Regions from separate parts of the Zea mays genome. Here all the other regions are linked to region 2. Evidence: chromatin contacts called from public Hi-C data. All regions are on one chromosome and are shown on one strand. Each heading gives the region's core, a stretch centred on a gene start, on an enhancer-like site or on the middle of the called end of the contact. The rest is flanking DNA. Distances are from core to core; before and after follow the strand shown.

Evidence for each region. Hi-C and Micro-C count contacts between places; a contact is called where the count stands out from the background.
Region 1: a Hi-C map of ear shows a contact between it and region 2, with 2.0 times the contacts expected there. The contact joins the promoter of LOC100278078 here to the promoter of LOC100216792 in region 2. A contact is called at or near these places in 2 of 25 Hi-C or Micro-C datasets (ear and leaf mesophyll).
Region 3: a contact with region 2 is called in a Hi-C map of tassel, with 2.0 times the contacts expected there. The contact joins the promoter of LOC103625964 here to the promoter of LOC100216792 in region 2. A contact is called at or near these places in 2 of 25 Hi-C or Micro-C datasets (ear and tassel).

Annotation. Positions count from the first base shown.
Region 1 is chr5:13,092,499-13,096,236 of Zm-B73-REFERENCE-NAM-5.0, reverse strand. It overlaps LOC100278078, which reads right to left and starts at 1,842. Exons shown (of 1, transcript NM_001151473.2): 1 at 1,166-1,842. The coding sequence starts at 1,742. The coding sequence ends at 1,398. It overlaps LOC100216642 (a long non-coding RNA gene), which reads right to left and starts at 696. Exons shown (of 7, transcript XR_004849356.1): 1 at 1-696.
Region 2 is chr5:12,863,075-12,867,150 of Zm-B73-REFERENCE-NAM-5.0, reverse strand. It overlaps LOC100216792 (Ethylene-insensitive protein 2), which reads left to right and starts at 1,891. Exons shown (of 8, transcript NM_001359500.1): 1 at 1,891-2,101; 2 at 2,293-2,347; 3 at 2,499-3,129; 4 at 4,070-4,076. The coding sequence starts at 2,878. lox5 (linoleate 9S-lipoxygenase5) reads left to right here. Exons shown (of 9, transcript NM_001112505.1): 7 at 1-139; 8 at 252-515; 9 at 605-1,590. The coding sequence ends at 1,391.
Region 3 is chr5:12,640,297-12,644,421 of Zm-B73-REFERENCE-NAM-5.0, reverse strand. It overlaps LOC103625964 (mitogen-activated protein kinase kinase kinase 1-like), which reads right to left and starts at 2,789. Exons shown (of 9, transcript NM_001301613.2): 1 at 1,571-2,789; 2 at 368-452; 3 at 204-266; 4 at 1-52. The coding sequence starts at 2,709.

The sequences.
Region 1 (3,738 bases), core at 593-3,092, 230 kb before region 2:
CGGCAGGAGCAGGAACAACAGCGTTCGCGGAAAGGTTGCAGGGTCTCTGATGGAGTGCGGCACGAGGCTCCGGACCCCCGTCCCCCGGCCAACGCGAGCAAACTCGTGAAATGGAGGGGGCGACACAGACATGATTTAGGGGACGAGCGAGCAAGACGAGACAATAAAGAAGTGCAGGACTCCACCCAGAGGAGGAGGACCACAGCAGGGCGAGAGACGGCGCTGACGCCGCCCATCCCAGCATGAGACGCTACAACATTTCTCGGGCGGGGGGTCTGGAAGCTCGTGGTAGTGCCAGACCGGAGAGGGGCGGAGGGTTTGCGACGAGATTGACAGCGAGGATGGTGTGACTCTGGTGCCTGAGCGAAGGAGATTAGCGGGAACGACGGCTGACCCACGCAGGCGTGAGGTGCTTGACCGAGCCCACGATGACTGGCGGGGCAGCAGACGGGAGTGGGGGCGATGCGGGGGTGGTGGGCGCTGGTGCAGAATCGCTGGTGTGGATGGGGAACGGAGGCGACCAGCGTGGATGGCGATGGTGCGGATGGGGAACGGAGGCGACATGCGTGGACGGCGATGGTGCGGATGGGGAATGGAGGCGGCGGTGCGGACAACGAACGGAGGCGGCTGCAGGGAGGTGACGAAACCCTACAAGCGTGAGAAACGGAGAATTGGAGGGGCGGAGTGGCGACGGCTCGGCAGATCGGGGGGGGGGGGGGGTCGACGCACACGAGCCGTCGGATGATACAGACGGTACCGATTCAGAACCATGGTGCACGGGTGGTCTACATTAGAGTCCTATAGAGTAGTAGAGATTTGAGGTGAGAAAAGAAGAATGACATATATTGTAATTTCTATTTACATAACCATGGATAGTGGGTCTTTTGCCAAAATAATCTCAAATAAGCTACTCTTGAGGAGATTATATGAGATTATTGTAATCTGGACTTTAGATTATATAATCTAAATATATAATCTAGTGTTTGTTTACCTGTTGAATTATTTGCGCTGGATTATATAATCTAGAGAGATTATAATCTGAAATAAACATGACCTAAATAAGATTAAAATGGAAGGACTAATCTTTAGTTCCTCGAACTAAATGGAGCCTAATAAATTTTCCTTGCTACCAATATATCGTACAATAAAAATACTGCAACGAGGATTAATGCCTGATGTCCTAGCCTCGTACCACTCCTGTGTACAATTAGGTAGCAATGCAGCCAGACCCGGCTGTTCTAATTACACACAAACTTTGCATACGCTGATAAGAAGCCTGCAGTAATGAATTGCCTAGACAAACGCTAGTAGTATTACTATAATAGTACAGCAGCACAGCACAGTACTAGTACGCAGAGCAGGCTACTAGGGTAGTACTACCACAATGCACAATGACGCTATTTGGCCTCGCTCGTCTTGGACGCCCCCTGCTCCGGCGGCGGCAGCCCGCTGTCGAGGCAGCTCCGGCAGCGCCTCTCCACCCAGCCTTCCTCGTCGTGGTACTGGGCGCTCGGCACGACGTGCCGCCCGCCACAGACCCGCGCGAGGACGCCCGCCAGCACGGCGGCGAGCACGATCGCGGCCACGATCACCACCAGCGTCTCCACCGACCTCACCGTGGCCGCGGGCCGCGCCGCCCCCTGCCACGGAGCTCGCCGCTCGTACGATGCCGCGCTGGCGGCCCCCTCCTGCAGCGACCTCCTCACGCTCGGCCACGGCAACGGCACCGGCACCGTCGCCATGGTCTCCCACCACCGCGGCAGCACAGCACCCCCGTCGCGCTCGCGCGCACTGCAGGGCAGAGCTAAGAGCTGTGTCTGCCTGCCGCCGCTTCTCGCCCTCGCCGACGCCGCCGTTATGTGGCTGCTTATAAGGAGAGAGCGGAGAGGGGAGGGGCCATGCGCGCGGCGGACAAAAGAGGAGTCGTATGTTGATCAACAGCGGCGAGTCCTTTGTGCGGTGTCAGTGTGTGTTCGAGCGTGACACTCGGCTCGCTGCCGGCCGCTGCGAGCCGCTTCCCGCAAGAGACCAGGAGGAGTACGACTCGTATTAGGTTAGGCGACCGTTGCCTCGCATGCAATGATTTTTGAAACGACGTTGGCGTCCCTTTCGTTCTCTCCCTCGCCTCGCCTCGCCTCGCCTGGGAAACCGCCGTGAGTCCGTGCCGTGACCCGTGACCGCGCGGCGGCACCGCGGCAGCATTTCGGACGCGGGCAGGCGGGTGCGCGTCGTTTCGGCGCTGTGCGCGCGGGACCGCGGGGGCGCGCTGCTGCGGCTTTTGACCGGTCGAGCTCAGAGCTCGGTTCAGTGGCTGGAGGCAGGCAGGCAGAGGCGTAGTACGTGACACCAACCGGTCATTGGTGTCGTCTTGCAGCTGCGCGGCGCAGAGCTGTGCCTGTGCGGTCGCAAAACGGCAGGCGTCCCTACCACCAGACTCGAGAACAGAGCTGGGAGACGGGGAGAGATGGCGGCAATGTGTTCTCGATTATAACAATCGAACCAGCTGGATTTGCGTAAAAAGGAGGGGTGGTAGTGACTTGGATCGGCGATCTTCCAAACACAGTGGCTGCAGCAAGCCAGCAACGGCCGCTGCGTGAGCTGCAGCGAATAGATCCAGGCGTTATACGGTAATCCTGAATTGAATTAGAGGAATACGTAGATTGGTAGAAATCTATTCCGTTGTTATATCTATTGTTAGGATTCTAGATTTTTGACAGTGAATCTAGTTCAGAAAGCTCGAACCAAACATACTCTAGACATCGTGAGAGAGAGGGAGAGTTTGAAAGGATAACTTAGAACAAACAAAAGTTCAGGTCATTTATCTCGGTAAAATAAAAGGAGTTCAGTTTATTTGCTGATCAACTTTGTTTGAGAGAACAGTTACCGGCCAATTGAGCAGGAGTGTGTAACTCAGCAGTACAGGGAATCACCCTTTTTATGCCAAAATTGCCGCTGGCATGGTAGCACTTAGTGCTGGGAATATGGCCCGGGCTTGGACCAGCACGAGCACGGCCCGAAAATATGAGCCCAAAGCATGGCCCGGCACGAAATAATTTGGGCCGGGCTAGCACGGCCCGAAGGCGGGCTTGGGCCGCGCCTCAATTTTCAGCCCGTCGGGTCCCCAGCACGGCCCGCATAGATGGGCCGGGCTTGGGCCGGCATGGCCCAATTAAACCCAAACTATTTAATTTCTTTAATTTAGTAAGATATCGACTTTATATTGTTGTTATATTTTAGAGTTTATGTGGTCAAATAATGCTAGAATTGTTTAATATCTTTAATTTAGTAAGTTATGAACTTTATATGGTTGTAATATTTTGATTTTATGTGGTCAAATACACGGGCCGGGCTTGGGCTGGCACGGCCCAAAGAAGGCACGACGTGGTTTAGGACCGGGCTGGGCCACAGTTTTTTATACTTTGGGCTGACACGATACAGCCCAAAAATTATTTGGGCTTTGCTAGCCCGAACCCGTTTAGCACGAAGCACGATGGGCTTAGGCCGGGTTGGCCCGACCCGGCCCAATTCCCAGCACTACTAGCACTTATATGGCTATACCACTGGTAGCGCGGCAGGTACGGCACTCCCCAAGGCCATTTCTCTCTATCGTAAATCTTACGGTTGTGTGCACAGGTGAGCTGTGAGCATGCACGTCCTGACACACGTTTGCACTTGTTTAGAGAAATGCTACCGTGCGTACCTGCACCTATACGATCTGAACCGTCGATTTCGGTCTGA
Region 2 (4,076 bases), core at 642-3,141:
ACCCTGACGGCCAGCAGCGCGGCGCGGTCAGCAAGGTGTACACCCCGGCTCACACCGGCGTCGAGGGCCACGTCTGGCAGCTCGCCAAGGCTTATGCCTGCGTAAACGACTCTGCCTGGCATCAGCTGATCAGCCACTGGTATAAGAAATGTTTCTGGTGCCTTTTTCTCTTTTTTTTTCCTTTTAATTAATTAATGTACATAGATAACTGAAGCACTAATCTTAATTGTGTGGCTTGCATTGCATTGCAGGCTGAACACGCACGCGGTGATCGAGCCGTTCGTAATCGCGACAAACCGGCAGCTCAGCGTGGTGCATCCCGTGCACAAGCTGCTGAGCCCGCACTACCGTGACACGCTGAACATCAACGCCCTGGCACGCCAGACACTCATCAACGCCGGCGGCGTCTTCGAGCGCACCGTGTTCCCTGCAAAGTACGCGCTGGGGATGTCGGCAGACGTGTACAAGAGCTGGAATTTCAACGAGCAGGCTCTCCCAGCAGATCTCGTCAAGAGGTACGTAGACAATACACTGAGGTGAGCAGCACTAAACGCCTATAGAAAACTGTTCGGTTCTTGACGTGGTTGTGGTTGCGTGCGTTCAGAGGTGTGGCTGTGCCGGACCAGTCAAGCCCATATGGTGTCCGACTGCTGATCAAGGACTACCCCTATGCCGTTGACGGGCTCGTCATCTGGTGGGCGATCGAGCGGTGGGTCAAGGAGTACCTGGACATCTACTACCCTAACGACGGCGAGCTCCAGCGTGACGTGGAGCTGCAGGCGTGGTGGAAGGAGGTGCGTGAGGAGGCGCACGGCGACCTCAAGGACCGAGACTGGTGGCCCAGGATGGACACCGTCCAGCAGCTGGCTAGGGCGTGCACGACCATCATCTGGGTGGCATCCGCGCTGCACGCGGCTGTCAACTTTGGGCAGTACCCATACGCCGGGTACCTCCCGAACCGGCCGACGGCCAGCCGGCGCCCGATGCCGGAGCCAGGCAGCCACGACTACAAGAAGCTGGGAGCGGGGCAGAAGGAGGCGGACATGGTGTTCATCCGCACCATCACCAGCCAGTTCCAGACCATCCTGGGCATCTCGCTCATCGAGATCCTCTCCAAGCACTCCTCCGACGAGGTGTACCTCGGCCAGCGTGACGAGCCTGATCGCTGGACGTCAGACGCCAAGGCGCTGGATGCGTTCAAAAGATTCGGGAGCCGGCTGGTGCAGATTGAGAATCGGATCAAGACGATGAACGACAGTCCGGACTTGAAGAACCGGAAGGGGCCTGTGGAAATGCCGTACATGCTGCTGTACCCCAACACGTCGGACGTTACCGGCGAGAAGGCCGAGGGGCTTACTGCCATGGGCATTCCCAACAGCATCTCCATATGAGCCTGGGCAGATTGTGTCTCGTAGTAAATTGTTGTGCTGCGCCGTGCGATGTGTTTCTTCATTGGTTTTGTCAGTCTCAGGGTAGGGGATGGAGATCATACCATGATCTTTGTAGGGTTGAGAGAGGAGTCCACGCTTGAATATTGTTGTCATGTATGTAATTCTTGGTTAATAATAAAGTTCGTCAGTTCATTTCTTAGCCTATCAGTCTCCAGCCAAAACTTATACTTCAAAAAAAAGTAATAGGCATTTGATTCCAATATGATAATAAAATAGGACTACTTTTTCCGTCCGTTCACGCATGTGAGTGTTGCCGGTTCCGAAGACGATGACACGGGTATTCGTTTTTGTCCCGGGCTTATTCCTTTATGCTGGATTGGTGGGTCGAAACGATTTCTAACCGGATTGCTTATCTAATTTGTATAAATTTTTATTAGCTCAAACGATTCCGGACGCAATCCAATACAAACGAACAAGCCGTCAGGTGTCATGGAGTACTGTACTCATGTGTACTGTATTCCTGATGCCGCCGCCCGCCGACTTTGGCGGTTTGCCGGCCCTGCGAATGCCACCGCTCTTCCTAGCTGGGGTCGTACACTCTCCACGCCTCCCACGTCTTACTGCTCACCGCCACCACCCCGCCGCCTCTATCTCGGTCTGCGACGCGTTGGCCCATCCCTGCTCCCCGCCATGGTCTCTCGCCCACCGAGGTATGTTCGAGGAGCAAATAAGATGAGGAGCCAGTTTTCTTCTTCCGTTCTTCTCTCGCATTAGCCAAGGAAGGCACCGTAGAAAGATCCCCAAAGCTTTCCAGAAATCCGCTTTCACGATCAGTAGGGCTCGCAGTTTTTTTTTCTTTCCTACAGCGCATTTCTCGGTCTTCACCTCGCTCCTGTTGTAGAGTTCTCGTGGCAGGGGAATTCCAAGCGGAAAAGGGGGGAATTCTGGAATAAAAGGTAACAGCTGAAAAAGGGGTTTGCCCCTTCGGAGGCATCCTTTATTTTTTATATAAGTTCTTTTGGGGTTTTATTACTACACTTTATTTGGAAGAGGATTCTGTCTGACTACTTGCTGCCTTCTATATGATATGTTCTGATCACGTTGCAGGTGGCTCGGTCTTAACTGTTGAGGTTTCAGTTGGGAGGAACTACGAAGACACCTCATCACTAGTTCATGGTTGCTTATACAGTGCTCTTATAATTTCCATAAGGGGCATACATGTTATCATCTTAGGCTCTTAGCCATAGTATGATAGCAGCCCACATCCCTGTAAGAATTATGTGGTGTAACTCTTTGTGAAGCAAGTTAAAGTCCACATCCCTTGGTTTTTACAGTGCTGTGGATGATCATCTTCTCTGAGGAGTGGCAATCGACTAATTGGATCGTAAAGAGAGTCAAGATGGCCTGAGTTTGGTTTACTGTTCGCTATTAAGCTTAGTGGTCTGGTGTCTTCCATACTTTCGCTGATTAACATTATTTCTGCACCATGAATAGTGTGCATAGTATAGAATCTCTGGCTGCTGGGGATGCTCAACATAAACTTTTCCAAACCCTTGGACCAACGCTCTTGATTTCGATGGCATATATTGACCTTGGAAAGTGGTTGGTAGCAGTGGATGCTGGATCTCGGTTCGGCTATGATCTTGTGCTACTGGTGCTGTTCTTCAATTTCTCAGCCATTTTATTCCAATATCTGTCAACGTGTATCGGCATGGTCACTGGGAAGAATCTTGCAGAGGTACGATTTACTGTGATCTTTCTTGTTCTTGCCGTTGCAGAGATAATTCGTGGAACTCTTGCCAGTCAATACAACCACTGTGCAGAGATCTCACTAATTTTAGTTGACATAGTAGTGCTTAGCATAACCTTGAAAATGTTGCGTTTCTTATGCAATTCATAACAATGATTTGGCATCTCATCTATGGTCTATGGACCTGGCACTTATCTTTGAGTAGACAAGGGCAGGCTTGGATTCTCAAGTTCTGAATGTTTGTCTCAGAATCTAAAAAGAAGCGTATCCCTTTCTGAGTGAAATATAATGTAACTTAGTTACTCTGTGCCTGTATTTACTTCTTACTGTTAAGATTATTTCTGGGTTGCTGGTGAGGACTTTAAAATATACAGTATTTTCTCACAATAACCTCGGTTTCATGGATATAATGACAGTACAGATAATAGGAAACTAAGGTATCATTTGTCTCTTATCTTTCAACAAGCAAACATGCATGTGTATTGCATTATCCGTTCCAATACATCTTGGAATCAGACTCTATACTTCGTTGGACATGCCCTATTTTAACTCAGTTACTCACATGTTGTGAGTTCGGGTCAAGGACGAGACAGTAAACTAATTTGGATTCTTATTCTAATTCATCACAACAGTAAACCAATTAGGATTCGTATCTCTAATTCATTACGTACTGCTACTCTCAGTAAAACCGGTTAGGAATTATGCTTGGGGAGTGGAGGGACAGACGGACCGGGGCATGAATGAAAATTACTTCTTTTAGTATTAGATGCAAATAAGAAACAAGGAGAACTGCCAACAATAAACTTTATAGCTTGGAGTTTAAGTTCTATCAATTTAGTGTTCTTTTCATTCTAAAGCCTTTTAAACTGTTTCCTGTGTAGTCTTTTGGAGATATCAACCTTATTCTGTACTTCTACATGACTGATAGATCTGCT
Region 3 (4,125 bases), core at 1,540-4,039, 220 kb after region 2:
AAAGAGATCCTTGTGTGACAAGCTCAATAAAAATATAGAGTTTGGATTCTTCCTGCATTGGAACATAAACAGATCACATGAGTTCATCAATATTACTAAGACCTGCATATAAAAGAGGGTGCAAATGGCATAATAATCAGTTAAATTCAGTAATCTCTTAACTAAATGAATAAACAGGCAATATTAAAAGAAAAGCCGAGTACCTTGTCAGTTCCATAATACTGGACTATATTTTCATGTTCAAACTGACCGAGGAGTGCAATTTCCTGAAAAATACAAAACTCAAAGTTGGAGCTGGAGACAAGCAGTGACCAATGTAGCCTAACCGACAACATATGATATTGTAAGATTAATCAGCAGCTATAACCTGCTCAAGTGCAACAATAGATTGTTGTGCGTTGCTTCCTTGGTCAAGCAAAGATACTTCCTTCACAGCGAAAAAAGCACCCTCACTGCAGATTCATTGGCATAAGTTTACAATTTTCTAGTGGGGCAACAAAAAGAAGAGCACACTTTACACTATTCCAAGTGGTGTTTGACTTAAATTCTTTAATCAGGTATTCAGGTGAAAAGACGTCCTCAATATCACTCCTAAGAATCTTTTTTAGGTGAAACAAACATTCAATTTGTAAAGTATTTTTGTGAAAGAAAATCATCCATTTATCGACATTTTTTCTCAAACATGTAGGCAACTGTGTATCATTAAGAAGAGAGTAGAAACGATGCATGGAGAGGAAGAGTAGAAACTCTTAGCGCGCGCGCACACACATCCCTACTAGGAATTATATTTATTGATAATCAGTTACTACATCTTCAAAAGGTTGAGATTTCCAACTACAAAGATCCTTTTCAAGACAAATTACCATGAAGTTTACTGGAGCATTACTTGGAAATCAATAGATAAAGATCTGTTGTGAGAGTACTTGTTACCATACAAATCCAATGGTGCCATAAGTTCATAACTATGAAAAACCATGCAAATTATAAATAGCAGTATCGGCATTTATTCAGAAAAACAATAAATCAAGTTACCAACATATGACAAATGTGGTGACTATTGATTGAGACAGGACAGACCAAGGGGCGACACTCTGCCTATTTTGATATGTCGGTCAGTGCATTCTTAGTGCTTTGCGCATAAAAGAGGTTACTAAAGAATCTATTGTTAACCACACCTTCGTCTTTTTAATGTGCCAGTTTGAAGTGTGCTCTCTATAAATAAAAAATATTCATTCCACAATGTGAAAACTTTGTGACCCATATTCCAATTTCCTTGCCAAGCTATGAAACCTTAGTTCGATTCACTACATATATACTAAATAAATTGCGAAAATATAGCGTCCTCTTCACTACCTAAAACATTACTGGAAGAAAACTCAGGCGCCAGATGGAAGAGCTGTTCAAGCTTGTTACAAAGGGCTATTTGGACTAAGTTTGAATAACAGGACAACTTATAAATATGCCATATTAGACCAAAGGATGTCGTATATTTTGCGGTGTCTGATGAGTAACAAAGTAACTATGCAAACAATTTGAGCTCAAAGTAATATTCAAAAGCACTGGCACTTACTCACTGATCCCCTCGTACACCATCCCAAATGAGCCGCTTCCCAGAAGAGCACCACGCATCCATGACTTAATCTTACGCTTGAACTTGCCATTCGGTGAGATGATGAACATGGCCTCCGTGGTTGTACTGGACGCATCATCATCATTTGTCGTTGACAATGAAGAAGTTCCAGTGAGCCCCTCGAAGGTCTCTCCTATCCTCAACTCTTTCAGCTCGCCCTCCACAGCTGCCACCCCATCCTCAGCCTCACTCTCTTCCTCTGTGTCCGAATTGCAACGAGTGTCCAAACGCTCTCCCGGTTCACTTCCCTGTTCCCTGGGAGCAAACGACTGCACAATGTCCCAAGCGGACCTAGTCATGTCATCGTCAACGAAGGACCTCCTCACCGGCGGAGGAGCGAGTGCACCAATTGGCGGAGGCGGGGAGAGTAAAGGCGGCCGTGCACCCCGTATCCCTACCTCCCCGCCTCCCCTCCTTGGCGAAGGCAGGGGCAAACCCCCGACGGGAGCCGCAACAGCAACGGCAGGGGCAGCCTTGGGTGACTCCTCGGGCGCCGCAACAGTAGCAGGAATGGGGGCAGGGACGAAGCGAGTCGGCTGAACATCAGGCGCCGAGACCACACGCGCAATTGGCGAGGGTTCGTCGGCGGGTGTGGACGGGTCGGGGTGGGAGCGCGGGAGGAGGTCGGAGTTAGACCGCGACTTGCGCGCCTCCCAGGCCGCGACGGGGATGGCGAAATCCTCGGGCCCCGAGAGCCCCAGGCTGCGGCAGAGTTCGTCGACCTCCCCCTCTACGCTCCCGCTGATCCGGAGGTCCGCTCCGGGGGCAACGTCTAGGGAGCGCGAAGGCTGGAGCCCCGGGCCCGGCGAACGCTGCTGATCCGCGGAGGACGAGGACGACCACGACGCGGCCACCGACACGGACGCCCCCGCGCCCGCCTCGTAGTCGACGCGCTTCACCGCGTTGCGGCGATCCAACCGCGGGCTCCGTCCGCGGCTCCCGCTCCCACTCCCGCTCCCGCCGCCGCCGCGGCTGCTGGAGTCCATGGAGGCGTCCGCCCCGCCGCGGCGGCGGCCGGAGGAGGAGGAGGGCGAGGGCGAGCCGGAGGAGGAGGACTGCTTACGGTTCCACGAGAACATCTGGATCCATACGAGGAGCGCAGCCCACACCTAGAACCAGAGCTCCATGCGAGCGCGTCAGAGCTCGGACTCGATTTCGCACTCGCTGTTGCGCCGCAGCATCGGGGAAGGATTTGGGGAGGAGCTCGGCTGCTTGCGGGAAGGGCTATGGCGTGTGCCGTACTGCCGTGGCGTAGTGGTGGGAAGTGAAAATTCCCTTTGCTACAATATACACATGAGGTTGCCTGCAGTTACGCATGGCCCAGTGGAAGGGACATGGAGGCAAGCGGCTGGCTGATCCTTGGGTGGGTTTAAGGAAGTGGCGGACGACTGTCCAGACGCGGGTTGACTACGACGACCAAGAGGTGGAGCATTAAAGAAGGGGGTCGAGCCGGACCCACTTAGGGCCCGGGCGTCAGTGGAAGAACACACAGTAAATGGCTGCCGTTGGCGTGGATGTGAGGTCAGTGTGCTGCCTGCCTGATCCTCCGCGCGGTCGAGTGTCAACGGCTATGGCGCGCACGGCGCACGGTTGCCGGTGAGGCAGGCAAGAACACTTGGAAGGAGCTGGCTGCCTGGCTCCGGCCTCCGGTACTGCGAATCTGCGATAGCACAGCAGACGCTACTCCGAATCCAACAAAGCCTTTGGATCGGAAAGCAGCACGTGGGGATTTTGGTTGAACAGGTGGCCTTAGACGTTTATCCATCATATTTCTCATCTTATCTTGTGTTTCGAACTAAACTCTGAGTTTATAATATAAGCATTGTTTCATATGATCATCTGTACGATCTGCTGGAGACAATCTTAAGGTCGAAAGTCTGCTAATTGTTACTATTTGCTATTAAGGAGGAAATCAGCTAATATCAATTTATTTGTGGCGCTATTAGATAAGCTATTATTGCAGCCATGTTTTGATCCTCCAGCTACTAATAGTTTATAGGGCTTAGTTTGATAAACCAATCAATAGGTTTTATGAGTTTGACAATTAGGATTTGTTTGGATTCACTAGCTGCTAACAGTTGGCAAGCTAATAGATCATAAGTACTGTTGGTAGATATTAGCTACTTTGATTTAACTAGTGCAATAGTTATTAGTTAGTCTGCTAGAGACCTCTCAAAACACCTCATTCAATTGGGTTGTACATGTCCTAAGAGAATGTATGGTACAACTCTGGTCTCTGAACCATTAGATCATAAATACAGTTAAAAAATAATAATTATAGAAAGTCATAAATAGACAAACTCTTTGTAGATAGTCCATTTCTTAATTTTTTTACTTAATTTTATAGAGATCTGTCATACGTCTTAATTAATGGGGTCCTATATGTCATAGGTAATATTGATTGGGAAACTTTCGCATGTAATATTGATTGGAGAACGGACCTGTCGCTGGCTGTGTTTCGTGCGCGAGAGACCGCCTGACGTTCTGCCTTCTCC